Regions from separate parts of the Mus musculus genome. Here regions 1, 2, 4 and 5 are each linked to region 3. The links are chromatin contacts, called in public HiChIP or PLAC-seq and promoter capture Hi-C maps. All regions are on one chromosome and are shown on one strand. Each heading gives the region's core, a stretch centred on a gene start, on an enhancer-like site or on the middle of the called end of the contact. The rest is flanking DNA. Distances are from core to core; before and after follow the strand shown. Region 1 holds the start of Kcns2 (K+ voltage-gated channel, subfamily S, 2). Region 2 overlaps Nipal2 (NIPA-like domain containing 2). Region 3 holds the start of Vps13b (vacuolar protein sorting 13B). Region 4 holds the start of Nipal2 (NIPA-like domain containing 2). Region 5 holds the start of Rnf19a (ring finger protein 19A).

Region 1 (2,770 bases), core at 40-2,539, 530 kb before region 3:
ATCAAACATCAAAGAACGGAAGCTCACATGAACCACACCACATTATTCTTCTTCCCATATGGAACTGCTTTTGCAGGAAGACCCACACTCACAGAAGCTTCAGAGACATGGGTGTAGCGTCCTTTTAGTGAGGACACATGTAACCAATGCACACATCATATATGCTCAAAGGTGAGTGGCTGATACAAAGACTCATACTTGGATCCACTGATCCAACACAAAACTAGATCAAGGATTCTTTTCAGACCCTCTGAGGGAGCTTAAAGCAGGCTAGTCTTTTGCACTGTTTGCATAGTTCTGGGGATCAATACCTAGGGCCTTGTACATACCAGACAAATGCTCTGACCGGAGTTCAGCTCCAACCCATCAAACAATCTAGAGCCAGAACACCTCTCAATTCAGGTGGCACCCTTAGAGCCACATATGAAGAATGTGTTTCTCGTGGTTGCACTGTTTTTCCTGAGTCTGGAGCCACCTTATAAGAACTGTCCTATTACTTCTGACCAAGACATGAGGACACCAGCTCTCTGCTAACAATGCATGCCACAGTCTGAAAATGAGGACCATGTATTTGCTCAGAGACCAGGGGGATACCAAGGAATAAGGGTCTATTTCTTGGCTTGGCCAATATGAGGGCCCTATGTCTTATGATTGGGAATTCTGTGCTGAAGTCAGTGTTTATACAGCACACAGTTTCTCACACTGTATGCACATACCACACTAATGCATGTCCAGATCCTCATACATGGCACACTGTATGCATCTTCGCATCCATCAGAAGACATATTTGTCAATACTTTACACAGATTTTGGGTAGTCCTACTCCTCAGATTGCACACACGCACAGAACTCCAAGTACTCCTCTGAAGCTCACACTGGCTTGTACATACACGGTATCATGCAGAGTTCTCAAACAGAACTCCATTACTCCTCCCCATGCCAACAGGACCTGTGCACACACCCAAGCTCCTGCCCCACCCATATCCCTGCCACAGCTCAACCTCAGTCTTCTCTGACAGCTCCCATTTTCCGATAACCCCATTTCCAGGTATAGGAAACTTTTCTTCAGGTTTCTAAAAGAGGAAGCCGAAGCCGGTAGATCATTCCGTTGCTGCCCTATCCGCCCTATACATAAAAGCCATCCTTCATTCTCCAGTCTGTTTCCTACAGACCCGGCGAGGGAGGAAAGTCACTGTAGGCAACCCTCTGTCTGAGCCCTGGGGGTGCTGACAATAACAGCTGTCCCTGGAGGATGCCGAGGGAGGGGGAAAAGGTGTCAGCTCCGTGCAAAGCTGGGGGGCGCCCGAAGAACAGAATGATGCTCCGGAACGTCTCAAGAGTCTGGGCGGCGACTGTGCCCCGGGCTGGCGCGCTCGGAGCTGTCCGTTCAGCACCACCGCGCAGCACCAGGCTCAAGGCCCTCTGCAAGGCGCACCGGCTCGGTTCCCGCCCCCGCTCCACGGGCGCCTGCGGCGTGGGCTCCTGCCTCTCGTGGTGGGTGAGGGGCGCGCAGATCGGAAGAGGGGGGCTCCACGAGCGTCGGGGCCACGCAGCCACCTGTGAGCCTCTCGCGGATGTGGGCGGTGGTGTGTGCGGCCGGAGACTGAAGGAGGCGCACGGTGGACCCCGCCTGCCCGGTGGCGGGGCACACAGACAAGCACTCACATCTACATCCTCGCACCCGCGCGCACTCGCGCAGCCAGCCAACGGCGTCCACCGCGGTGATGCTTGCCAGCAGGTCGGGGAAGTTTCCCGCCGGCCTCTGCCGCGGGCTCCCGTGCACCCAGGTAAGCGCTTTTAGAACGCGCAAGGCGAGCTCCGGGAAGGCGCAGCGCACGCGGCCGGGGAGCACGGCGCCAGAAGGGCGCGGGGGTGGTGGTAGGAAGGGGGCTGGGAATGGAATCGGTCCTTGAAGGCTGGAGATCTGGGACGCTGAGTTGACCCTTTTAGCCCTCGGCCCAGATTTACAGATTAGAGCGGTGAATTTCCTTGCCTCCTCCCAAATCTCCGCGCCCCCTTCTTGGCCCAGCCCTGCCAGTGCGCATCTCAGCTTGGGTCCCGCCTGTCTGCGGCGAGAGGGCGGGGGCGTCTCCTTGGTCTGCTCACAGGCAAGGTCAGCACACAGCCCCCTTGGGCTTTCAGAGCCGACAGGCGCCACTCCCTGGAGGAGGTGGAGGCCCGGGTGTACTCGTGGAAACATACACCCTTGTCTTGCCTTGGGAAGGGAGTCAACTCCCATAGACCCATTCCTGCACCCCAGTGCTGGACCTCACCTAGAGACCCTGCTGGAGAGGCCAGTCAGATGAGGGTGAAGAGAAAACAAGAGAAAGACTTGGGGTGGGGAGTGCCGGCGCTCACATAGATGCTGTTCCCTCTGCTTTCAGGTGTAGCGCCCCCGCGCGGCGCGGGCGCCTGGGCATCTCCAGCATGACCCGCCAGAGCCTGTGGGATGTGTCCGATACCGACGTCGAGGATGGAGAGATCCGCATCAATGTGGGTGGCTTCAAGAGACGGCTGCGTTCCCATACGCTGCTGCGCTTCCCTGAGACACGCCTGGGCCGTCTGCTCCTCTGCCACTCGCGAGAGGCCATTCTGGAACTCTGCGATGACTACGATGACGTTCAGCGTGAGTTCTACTTCGACCGTAACCCCGAGCTCTTCCCCTATGTGTTGCATTTCTACCACACCGGCAAGCTTCACGTCATGGCTGAGCTGTGCGTCTTCTCCTTCAGCCAGGAGATCGAGTACTGGGGTATCAATGAGTTCTTCA
Region 2 (2,700 bases), core at 19-2,518, 790 kb before region 3:
CACATTATTTTAAAAAAAATTGTCAATACTTTTTTTCTATATGTGCTTTCCCCTAAAATGCACATTCAGTATTTTAATCTAAAGACTCTGTGCGCTATTTTTACATTTTAAAGTACTCAAAAGTTAAGTTACATGGGCTTTTAGGTTTAATATAATTATCAATGTTATACAACCTATGTATTTTTGTAAGGAGAAATTTCATTTTTGCTTATATATGCATGTATTTGTGTGTGCATGCATAGGCATATGCGTGCACATGCATCTCTGTGTGTGTAGAGGCCAGAGCATAAACTCAGGATCTTTTCTCATGAGCTGTCCACCACCTTGGTTTTAGGGATGAGGTCTCTCATTTGGCTGGGCTGGCTAGCTAGTGAGCTCTGAGATCACAGCCACAGCTCGCATGGGAAGCACTTTACTGCCTAAGCTGTATTCCCAGAACTGTAAACAGAAATGCCTTTTCCAGTCCAGAGTTTCTCTGTGGAACTTGCAAGAAAACAAACCTCCAGTGATCATTTCCTATCAGGAGTTAGTAAACCTACCCTGAGAGTCTGAGTGGATCATGAGGCCACTGACATGGCGGCTCTACCCCAGGCTGCCTGCTGAAGCTCTGCTATTCCTTTGACTGTGCCCTGTGTTCGGAGAGTCTGGCCAGATGCACAAATGGGCACTAGAAAAATCTCTGTCAACTTGGTGTTGCCCTAGCTCCATTTTTCTCCATGGAGCTATTTCCTTCCTCTGCTTTTCTCCTGTAGGCCACAGGAAGAAACGCATCTGTCAGAGGTTTTGATGAGCTTCTCTTCTCTCTCTCTGAGTCCCAATGATTCCTTCATTTAAAGTCCCAAACACTGCGCAGAGCTTTTACTAAGTAGAAAATCTTTAAATCATGGATAATGTAAACCAGCTGTATGCGTGCAGGTGGGGCTGCTAGTTCTGCTAGTTGAGCAGAGAAAACTTGCTGTTCTTTATGAGGTGCTGCTGTCCATGCTGGGGACATCATGGTGAGCAGGGTGAGCCCTGCTCTTAGGAGAGGCTGGCCAGTCTCAGCCTGACCTCTCCACTTACAGAATGAGCCACCACACCCATTCTGCTGGAGAGTTTCACATGGATGAGTATTTCTCAAGCACTCCCTGTATTGTAATGGACCTCTCTGTAGTCATGTTAACGTTTTTGTTAATCTAGGTCAATGCACCCTAATGTTAATTCCTCTAAGGGCTTGTAAGCTGTATCTCTGCTCTTTAGTCAAGCAGTACTGCGCTTTTCAGTGCATAGCTCCCCCAGTGTTAGGAAACTTTTGTGTCATCAGAATGGGTTTCAGGAAGTGGAACTTCTGTTTTAGAGAGCAGAGACTTTCTATTTTTATTTTAAAACACATTAGAATATACATATTGTAACATGTACCATCCTATCTGATGACTCTTTCATTTTGAAAGCTTGAAGCTAAATTCTGATCAAACATCTCAACTCTTCCTTTCCATGTTTTTCTTTCTGTTTCTATGAATTTGACTCAAGTAGATGAGCTCACTATTTTTCTTTCTGTGATTGGCTTGATTCTCTTAATAATGTCCTTCTGCTTCATCAACACTGGGGCCAGTGGCAGAATCTTTTTTCCTTTTCAGGGGTGAATAGTATTCTATCATATGTACTCATCACACATTTTCTGTCCACTCCTCTGTCAATGGATCCTGGGATTGTTTTTCCTTTTTGGCTACTATTATGGTCAATGCTACAATTTTTTGTTCATTTTTGGGGTACACACACAGGGGTAGAATTGCTGGACTGTACAATAATTTAAAAAAATTTTGAGTAACTGCATATTATGTATCATTTTATATTTTCACTTATACCATTGGTACAGGACTAATGTTTTATATCCTTGTTGATACTTGATTTTTTTTTTTTTTTGTAATACTGGTCACCCTAGGATTGGAGAGATTGTTCTGCAGTTAAGAACATTAGCTGCTCTTCTAGAGGCCCTGAGTTCAATTCCAGGTACCCAGATGGCTGCTTACAACTGCCTATAACTGTAGTATCATTGGATCTGATTCCTTCTTCTGGAGTATATAGATGTATATGCAGACAAACACATCAACAAATAAATCTTTGGTTGGGCATGGTGGCATATTCTATTAATCCTATTACTCAGGAGGCAGAGGCAGAGGCAGAGAGAGAGGCAGAGAGGCAGAGAGGCAGAGGCACATCTCTGTCAGTTTGAGGCCAGCCTGGTCTACAAAGTGATTTCTAGGCCAGCCACGATGACATAGAAAGACACTGTCCTCCAAACAAAGACCAAAAAAACAAAACAAAACAAAACAAAACCCAAAAAACAAAAAAACAAAAAAACAAAAACCAAGCCCCAAATAGACATTACCCTAAAGGCTGTGAAGAGGCATCTCATTTTATTTACTTGATGATTTCTGATGAACATTTTCATTTGCTTGTTGGCAAACATATATTTTCTTTGCAGAACCACTTAGGTTCGTTGCCCAGTTTAAAAACAGGTCACTTGTGGTTTTGCTGTTGACTTGTAGAAGCAGAGAAGGAACTTTTTTAAGGTCCTTGATAAATTCCATGAGATTCAGTTCTGGGAGAGCCGACCTACCTCCTCAGGCCCATGAGGGTGCCTATGACCATGCGGCCTTGTCCTTGCTGGCTGCTGTAATACAGCCACATGTAATAACTCAGTAGGAAGAAAATGGTGTC
Region 3 (2,700 bases), core at 77-2,576:
AAGAGCATTGACTGCTCTTCTGAAGGTCCTGAGTTCAAATCCCAGCAACCACATGGTGGCTCACAACCATCCATAATGAGACCTGCTGCCCTCTTCAGGGGTGTCTGAAGATAGCTACAGTGTACTTACATATAATAAATAAATAAATCTTAAAAAAGATGTGAGAACAGAGGATCTTTGGAGAAGCCTACTCATTTGACAAACAATAATAATACAAATGAATTAAACTTACTTTGATTATAGAACAACACTCATGGGTTGAAAATGATTAACTTTTAGTAAACAAACAAATTGTATCCAGATAATGTTTTTAGGCTAGGGATTTGGCACCTTTTTTCTGGATATAAAAGAAAAACTTCATGTTTAGCACTCTATATATTATTTTAAGCATCTGAGTAACATCCTGATAGTGTTTTATTAGATTGTCACACATGTATAGATTTATGGGAATTTTAATATTAAAACTTCTCAGCCATGGATTCAACCTAGTTGCTGTTCAAGTATTTTGGGTAACAAGAAAAATGTTTATTTTGCTAATTAGGCTTTCATAACATTCACATTACATGGTCATTTATTAAGGCTTTTGAGGAAGCAGCTGCTGTGAATTAGCAATTGCTTGCTGTTTTTTCTGCCTGCGAAATCTAATTCATTATTTTCACTATTAAAATGAACTTTGGCAGTCTCACGAATACCATTTTCTATAGCAATCTCCAATTCTCTCAAGAAATAGTATTTTTTTTTAATTTCAAAAGTTTTATGAGTGGGCATTGAATAACCTATAAAGGAAAACTATTTTCAAGACACTATGTTTTCTTCAAAAGTTACCTAAAATTAAGAGAGGCTGGTTTAAAAAAAAAAAAAAGGCAGCATATCCCATGCTATTTCTATCCACTCAGTCTATTATCTTCTAAGGTAGATGTTTGAGTTATTGCTGTTAGCCCACAAGTTACCACTACTAACATCTATACATCTATTTCATCGTAACATAATCCACACTGTCCTTACCACTTATTTCACTTTTGGCTCAGGACTCTTATTTTCACATTCTCTCAGCTTTTTGGGGACCTCCATATTAGACGGTAGGCCAGTCCTCTCCATTCCATGCACCCTATGCACACTAACTAGGGGCTATTTCACCTCTGCTTTGAGAACGAGATTATGTACAGTATGGTTTAAGCTCACTCTTTTAAGCTGTTCACCCCTGATCTCAACTGTGTACCCACGTCCACTTTCCCGGCCTTGCAAAAAAACTTCAGCAGTAAATTTAAATCTTCCGCCTTTCTTAGCTCCTCCCACCTGTCTTTGACCTCCACCCTACCGAATCCCAGTTCCTCTTTCCAGTTCTTCCAGTAGCCACGGAAAACAACCGTTTCTCAATTTTCTGGGCTTGAAGAACGAAGGCTACTTCTCCCGCCTCCACGGCACCCTGCGTTCCTGCCGCCTCCGACTACTAAGCCTCTTGGGCAGTATTGGGTCACGTCCCGGCCATCGCCGTGTCCCTGCAGCGCCACTTCCGGATCGCCGGTGCTTCCACTTTACCGGTCCGCATCCCGCACCGAGCTCTTCGTAGAGTTAATTCCTAACCCAGAGCGGTGGCAGCGGGGATCCCGGCCTAGCCAAGCCGGAGTCGTCCCAGGCAGGCAGACGCGCGGGGTCCTTGTCCCCACCGCGGAAACCTGACGGACGGCGAAGCCCGCACACCCGGAAGTGGCGCGGAACGCGTGAGGCGTTTCCGCGGCGGACGCCAGGTACCCGGAGGAAGAGCGCACGCCGCCGCTCTGTGGCGTGTTTACCTTGGAGCGGGTGCGGCGGCGGCGGCAGCAGCGGGCCTGACGCCAGCTCGGTCCTATGGCCGGAGATCCGCCTGCGTTCCGGGAGTCGACCGCCTCTGGCTGGGCTGCGCTAGGGTAGGAGTGAAGCAGGACGTGCTGTCCTCCCACGCCCGGGGGCCGGCCGCCTCCAGCCTCTCTGCCTACTCCTCGTCAGGTGAGGCGCTCAGTTAGCGGGGAGCTCGCGCCCGGACCCGGAGGGCGGGCGGGCGATCCGGGAGAGCGGCCTTGCCAAGCTTCCTGAGAAGTGCATTTCCAGTTGCTGCCTGTCGATTCAGTTACTTACAAAATTTCCGTCTTTACCCTTTTCAGGATCTGACTTCGACGCTTAAATTTGAAGATGCTGGAGTCGTACGTAACTCCAATTTTAATGAGTTATGTGAATCGCTATATCAAGAACTTAAAACCTTCAGATCTCCAGCTTTCACTATGGGGTGGGGACGTGGTTCTCAGCAAACTCGAGTTAAAGTTGGACGTTCTGGAACAGGTAAGCAGTACAGCTGCCATCGGAACATCTTCGTCTTGATAGACATAGCCTGTCTAGTATGTTTTGAATGATAATAAATTTCCTGTTAGCGTGTTTTGCCTACTGTGTAGTTAGAGACTTCATTTTATAGAAAACAAACAAACAAACAAACAAACAAATACAAGGCTTTTTGCCTCGTAAGGGCTTATTCTGTTAGGATTCCCCAACATTTTTTCAGCCGATAGAAATTTCAGCTTGTTTACTCAGTTCTCAAGCACTGCCAAATATGCACACTCTTACAATGTCATATGAAACGGGGAAACATTACATGCTTGTTCTTCTTTTGGGTCAGTGGGCGAGTGTGAAAAACAGCAAGAGCACGCACATGTAAAGTTCTGTTCCTTT
Region 4 (2,700 bases), core at 11-2,510, 690 kb before region 3:
TACTAACTCTCTAATATTTTACCAAGAGCAGACCATTCATTCTTAAACTTATATTGGAAATGTGTCTACTACAAGCATAACATACACTAAGGAAAGTCTCTTCTTTGTAGTTCCACAGTGGAAGCAAGGAGAGTCAGTCAGTGTCTGAGCAATGCCCCTGCCCCATTTTGTTATCTTTTGTGACATAACAGTTTTAAAGCCATAATCTTTCCTGTGTTGAACATTAAAAAGATGATCTAAGCTTATTTATTCGTTATACAAATCACCTCCAAGTTCAGAAACAAACATTTAGGATACTTTTCAAGCATAAAAAGGATCTCTTTGATTAGTGGTTAAATATCCCACTGAGGACAACAGTAACAAAAATTTATGGCCTTATTCTTGCAAAGGAAAAAAGATCTGTGGCTTTGTTCATGCACAAGAACAAAGTAACAGGCTTAGGAAAACTAACGCAAGCCTGAAAGATCAATCACTTGCCCCACTTAGAGGAATATAAATGCTAGGGAGAGCTTTGCTTCTCTGCCTGATCTTAGGGCCAGCAGAGGGGGTAGGGGACACCTCCGATCCTCTTTGATGCTCTTAAATTTATATTGCCAGCATAAACCCGTGGTGTTTGGCTGACAGCAGCGAGCAATGAAGTACTGCAGCTGAGAGTATCTGGGAAGGTTGATGCTGAGATTGCTGGGACCTTGGAGACACAACTCTGCACAGAATTGACATTGGGAGCCCCTTAATGAGTTTCTGCTTCTGAGAAGGGTAGCACCATTTTTTATTTTTTAACTGTGAAAGGAAACTGGCCTGAAAAATAAGTGGAAATCCACCTCCACCGCCTTGCAGGAGGGGAAGAAAGCTGGGGGAGGCGAGGTCCTTGGGGACCCAAAGGCCCAAGAGTGAGACCAGGGAGCAGCCTGGGGGTCTGCTGCTCCGCCGAGGCCGGGAGGGGGGAAGGGGGCGGAGGGGATGGGTAGCCAAGTGTCAGCGTCACGTGTCAGCTCTACCCACTCGCCCAGTCGCGAGCGCGGAGAGCTGGCAGGAAGGCACCGAGGCCTGGCGCCTCCGCGGGGCCTGCGTGGAGCTGGCAGGCGGCGCGCTGTGGTGCGCGGGCGGCCTTACCTGGTTTCTGCGATACCAGGCGCTCGACAGCGAGCCGTTGCCCGGGCCTGGTGCCCAGTATGTGAAGTTCCGAGACAGCTCGTCTAGGACGGCCGAGGCGTCGTCCTCGGGGGCTGTGCGCGCCGGAGCCGCCATGAGGACTGAATCCACGCGCTGGGACTCGGGCGCGGCCCTCCCGTCCGTCCTCCCGCAGCCGCAGCCACTTCCTGCCCGGCGACCCGGCGCCGGCACCTGGCTCCTGCGGCACGCAGGTGAGGTCCGGGCTCGGCCCAGTTGCCGCCGCTCCCTTCTGGGCCCCGGTGCCTACACCTGTCAGCGCAGGAATGACATCATCTCTTTTGCCTCTGGGATCTACTGTGCACAAAGCAAATGTTTGTCCAAGTGCAGGGAGAAAAGGAGCTATCCATTAATCTAAAGAGTGACCGGCACCCTTGGCAGTTCCAGTTCGCGCGTGTAAAAGGTTTAAAATGTTCCACATATGGAAAAAAGAAAAAGCCATAATCTCCCTCTCCCCAATATTGGGCACATTGTGAATGAAGAGCCCAGCCACAGAGTGACCATTAGGAACTATTCGAAGAATAGAGAAGAGATATCCTATGGCAGCTGGATAGGCTGTCAGATAAGTTCATAAAGAATTGCTGAAACGTTGTCAGCTGCCCCATATGGTGATTTAAGTTGAGTCAGAAATGCTAAGAACAACCTTAAGTACGCATACTGGATATTCTAGTCTGACCGGTTTTAAACTCGGTTACACTACAAATGATCTTTGTCTTGTCTGTCACTTTGAACATTCTGTGATTTTTGTGTTATTACATGAAGTGTCTACACTGGGAATTTGTTTTCAAGACACTGAGACTCTTTAAGCTATGCACTTTAAAGATAGGGGAGAGAGGAAACAAGACAGGAAGAGAGGAGAGGGGAGGGAAGGAGAAGAGAGGAGAGGAGGGAGAAAGGAGGAGGAGGAGAGGGGGGATAGAAGGAGGGAGGGAAGAAGGGAGAGAGGAAGAGAGAGAGGGAAAAAGGGACCTGGGAGAAAGCTGTGATGATTTCTTAGGGGAAATATGTAAAGCAGAGAAGAGAGTGTAAGTCATTTCAGACGCAAAAAAAAAAAAAAAAAAAAAAAAAAAAAAAAAAAGGCAAGTCGTCCTGACAGTTGTGTTGGTTCTTGCTTGAGTAAACAAAATGTTAAGTCAACAATTAATAATTGTAGCTAACTATGTTCAATTTAAAGAAACGAATTTATTTCAATTAAATACCCCAAAGAAAAATCAATTCGCTATATAAATTTCATTAATTTCATAAGTATATGGTGCTATAAATCGAACCCATTGCCTTTAGATGTTAAGCAAGCACCATACCCCTGAAACACATGCCTGCTATGTGATTCTAGGACACTCCCATCCCTCAGCTCTGCCATGCCTGGGATCCGCATACTCTTTAATGGAAAATGGTTGTCCAAGAATCGCCAACCTCCACAACCATCATCTCTCCTCCTTTGACCCCATTGGCTGGGAATAAGTCACATGCCTAGCTTTACTTGCCAGAGATTTTGGGGCATTTCCCTCCTGGAGAGTAGTATGTGAGGAT
Region 5 (2,700 bases), core at 45-2,544, 910 kb after region 3:
GCAAAACCGGAAAGGGAAAAAAAGACAAGTATCTCGTCACACTACATACAATGAAAAGGGTCAAGAAATTCTGGTTAAAATATTAAATAATCAAAGACTGCCAGGTACGCGTGCGTATACACAAACATACACAAAGTAGAATGAGGAAGATCAAAATATTTTGAAGGCACCAACCACGGAAAGGCCCGCTTTCATACCTCCCGTTTGCTATCATTTTACACCAGCCTTTATAGCCAACCCTAGGTTTGAAAATTGCAGCTGCATTTAAAGGCCGTCCTATCATTACCAACATTTTGCGACATTCTCAACCCTACACAAAGTAAAGCACCAGTCGTGTATTTCTATCTCCAAGGGCGCCAACAAGCAAAAATTAAACCTTTCTTTTTCCCATATATAGCCTTCACCATTCTCTTCCCTCTTTTATTTGCTGCCCTTGTCTCAGGATTAACGAACCTAAACCACTTCTTCCCATTAGTGGAAATGGAAAAAGAGAAGAGAGCGACAGTAGAGCGGAATCCCAGACCGAAGGAAAAACTGGCAATTCAAAGTGGTGGCCTCACTCGGGGTGAGGGCAGGGAAAACCCCAGACGTGGAGTCCGGAAGACCCCCGTTCATCCCCAGGCTATACGGCTTTCCGCGCCGGTGCCTGCTTGTGTGCGCGATCTCCGCTCCCGAAGGAGGCGGTCATCTCCCCGCCGCCCTCCCGGGCCCCAGGCGGCAGGCTTCGGGGGCGAAGTCCGCGGCGCCCAGTGTGCGGCGAGGCCCGGAAAGCGTCCCGTTAGAGGCGATTTCACCCGTCAGGAATGCGCTCCGCCCCCGCCGCCTCCCCACGGCGGCCGCCCTCGGGTCTCGTCCGCTCCGCCGCCCCGGAACGCTCGGGGCAGCGCCGTGGACAGTCACAACACCGACGGGGCCACAGGCCCGGCCCCCCACGCCCCGGCCCGCACCCCGGAGACGGCCGCAACGGTCTCCCGGCCCCAGACCGAGGCCTGAGCGGCGCCTTGAATCCCCATCCGTAGGGGAGCCGCCCGGCTCCCGCGGCTCCGGCGCCTGCCGTACCTCAGCTCCTCAGGGCGGCGGCGGCGCGGGGCGGCTGGCGAGCAGGCCCATCCCGCGGAGGCAGAAAGCGGAGGCAGAACGGAGGACGACTTTTCAGCACCGCCGCGGAACCTTCTCAGCTAGGGCGAGAGCTGCCGGTGGAACGGTTGCGGGCGGCCGCTTTCCCGAACTCCCCTCTGTGACTCCAGTCGGACCGTCGCAGCCGGGAACCAACACAGCAACTGCCATTCTCCCCCGCCCTCGCCCCCAGGCCCCGCCCCCTCCACTCCCTCCTGCCCCACCCGGCATAGCCCCGCCCAGCGCGCCTTGCGTCTTGGCGTCAAGCCCCGCCCCGCCCCACGTCGACCAGCCGCGGTTATCTCTGGGACGCGGTGGTTCCTTGGCTCCAGCACGTTCGCCTCGCACTGCGCGCTCTCGCCGCCGGCCCTCCCGCGGGCGGCGACTTACTCGGAACGCGCCGGGCAGTGGGGCGGGAGACGCCCTTCTTGTAACCCCGACCCCGTCTCCGTGAGGTGATAGGAAGGGACGGCGGGAGCCGCGTTCCAAGTGGAGCGCTTCCTGAGCGACAGGACCCTGACTTAGCTTTTCAATCCTTTGTTCACCTGCTTGATTGGCAACCCTCGGGAGAGCAGAGCCGAGTCGTCCCCAAAGAAATATCTCAGGTCTTATCAATGTCTGATACAGTAGGAGTTACTTTGGCCCAGCCTGTGTCTTCCATTCCCCTCCAGCTTTTGATCCAGTCGGACACCCTTTGAATTTTTCACCTACATAAGACTTGGTATAGAGTTAGTTAAATAAACAGATCCCTTTCCTGTCCTGATCCCATCCTCTCCGTTTATTTCTCTTGGGGACTTAGATCATTTCCTTAGAATCCTGAGAAATGGATGTGATGGATGCCAAAATGTCCATCCACCATCTGTTACTTAATCTAAATATATCACTCGATCCTTATTTCAGTGTGTCTAAACTAGAAACTCACCAAGGAGCCATATTTTTTCAAACCCCACTTGGCCTCTTTGGTAACACAGTAAATTTTTCCCAGTTAGAAACAGGCTAGGCGATCTAGGGCTAAATGTCTTTGACCATACATCTTAAAGGGAGTAAGTATGGATATGATTTCCATTTATTGGAAGTTGAGAGCCATTATGTGTATACCTTAAAATGCTATCAAAAGGCTGCATTCGATGCCCAATAATCTACAGGACACTTTAAGCCTACGGATAGTGCAAGAGTAGCTTTGCAGTACAAATGGAGTAATGACTGGTAAGGGTTTTGAGTAAAGAATTGTGCAGAATAACAGTGGTCCTGTACTCTCTATAGTCATCATAGTTCTGAGAAATTAAATTTCTGTCTTCCTAGAAATTGGAAGGGTCTGCTGTTACTTACTAGTCCAATATGCATATCCTGAGAGAGATATACCTGAAGGACATCTCCACTTGAATCTATGGAGGCATCTTGTATTAGATAGTTTTATCTTAACATGAGACAAGCTAAAGTCGTTTGAGAGAAGGGATCGTCAATGAAGAAAACACCTCCATGAGACTGGGCTGTAGGAAGCCGTAGGACATTTTAATTAGTGATTGATGGAGAGACAGCCCACTGTGAATAGTTTCATCCCTGGGCTGTTGGTCCTGGGGTCTA

The links. Promoter capture Hi-C pulls out the DNA fragments that hold promoters and counts their contacts. HiChIP or PLAC-seq counts read pairs in DNA pulled down with a chosen protein or histone mark. Capture Hi-C pulls out chosen DNA fragments and counts their contacts.
Region 1: a contact with region 3 is called in an H3K27ac HiChIP or PLAC-seq map of embryonic stem cells, with 5 times the contacts expected there. The contact joins the promoter of Kcns2 here to the promoter of Vps13b in region 3. A contact is called at or near these places in 1 of 39 promoter capture datasets (embryonic stem cells), 3 of 115 datasets of contacts at active chromatin or transcription factors (the NIH/3T3 cell line, T-cell acute lymphoblastic leukemia and embryonic stem cells) and 2 of 9 other capture datasets (adipose tissue and embryonic stem cells).
Region 2: an H3K4me3 HiChIP or PLAC-seq map of bone marrow-derived macrophages shows a contact between it and region 3, with 4 times the contacts expected there. The contact joins the enhancer-like site here to the promoter of Vps13b in region 3. A contact is called at or near these places in 1 of 15 datasets of contacts at CTCF or cohesin (the NIH/3T3 cell line) and 7 of 115 datasets of contacts at active chromatin or transcription factors (the NIH/3T3 cell line, T-cell acute lymphoblastic leukemia, bone marrow-derived macrophages and 3 more).
Region 4: a promoter capture Hi-C map of embryonic stem cells shows a contact between it and region 3, with 2.8 times the contacts expected there. The contact joins the promoter of Nipal2 here to the promoter of Vps13b in region 3. A contact is called at or near these places in 3 of 39 promoter capture datasets (cranial neural crest, embryonic stem cells and hippocampal neurons), 1 of 15 datasets of contacts at CTCF or cohesin (the NIH/3T3 cell line) and 2 of 115 datasets of contacts at active chromatin or transcription factors (the NIH/3T3 cell line and large pre-B cells).
Region 5: a promoter capture Hi-C map of liver shows a contact between it and region 3, with 4 times the contacts expected there. The contact joins the promoter of Rnf19a here to the promoter of Vps13b in region 3. A contact is called at or near these places in 3 of 39 promoter capture datasets (liver, neutrophils and pre-B cells), 6 of 115 datasets of contacts at active chromatin or transcription factors (the 230-238 cell line, bone marrow-derived macrophages, large pre-B cells and 3 more) and 2 of 9 other capture datasets (adipose tissue and liver).

What each region holds. Positions count from the first base shown.
Region 1 is chr15:34,836,066-34,838,835 of GRCm38.p6, forward strand. Kcns2 (K+ voltage-gated channel, subfamily S, 2) reads left to right here and starts at 1,290. Exons shown (of 2, transcript NM_181317.4): 1 at 1,290-1,787; 2 at 2,385-2,770. The coding sequence starts at 2,428. Gm32970 (a long non-coding RNA gene) reads right to left here and starts at 2,610. Exons shown (of 7, transcript XR_383919.3): 1 at 2,274-2,610.
Region 2 is chr15:34,578,828-34,581,527 of GRCm38.p6, forward strand. The region is part of intron 8 of Nipal2 (NIPA-like domain containing 2); the gene reads right to left. Among named protein-coding and RNA genes, the nearest start is that of Gm22208, 48 kb to the left of the region's middle. Within about 2 kb of position 1,269, at least 4 of the 459 cell types and tissues checked have an H3K27ac peak or open chromatin away from gene starts, as enhancers often do. A contact at or near this core is called in bone marrow-derived macrophages, where this site is marked.
Region 3 is chr15:35,369,792-35,372,491 of GRCm38.p6, forward strand. It overlaps Vps13b (vacuolar protein sorting 13B), which reads left to right and starts at 1,327. Exons shown (of 62, transcript NM_177151.4): 1 at 1,327-1,986; 2 at 2,142-2,316. The coding sequence starts at 2,170. LOC115488525 (a long non-coding RNA gene) reads right to left here. Exons shown (of 2, transcript XR_003951638.1): 2 at 437-2,369.
Region 4 is chr15:34,677,446-34,680,145 of GRCm38.p6, forward strand. It overlaps Nipal2 (NIPA-like domain containing 2), which reads right to left and starts at 1,261. Exons shown (of 11, transcript NM_145469.5): 1 at 1,114-1,261. The coding sequence starts at 1,248. 4930413F20Rik (RIKEN cDNA 4930413F20 gene) reads left to right here. Exons shown (of 4, transcript NR_045883.2): 3 at 598-756; 4 at 1,133-1,759.
Region 5 is chr15:36,281,853-36,284,552 of GRCm38.p6, forward strand. It overlaps Rnf19a (ring finger protein 19A), which reads right to left and starts at 1,295. Exons shown (of 10, transcript NM_013923.2): 1 at 1,060-1,295.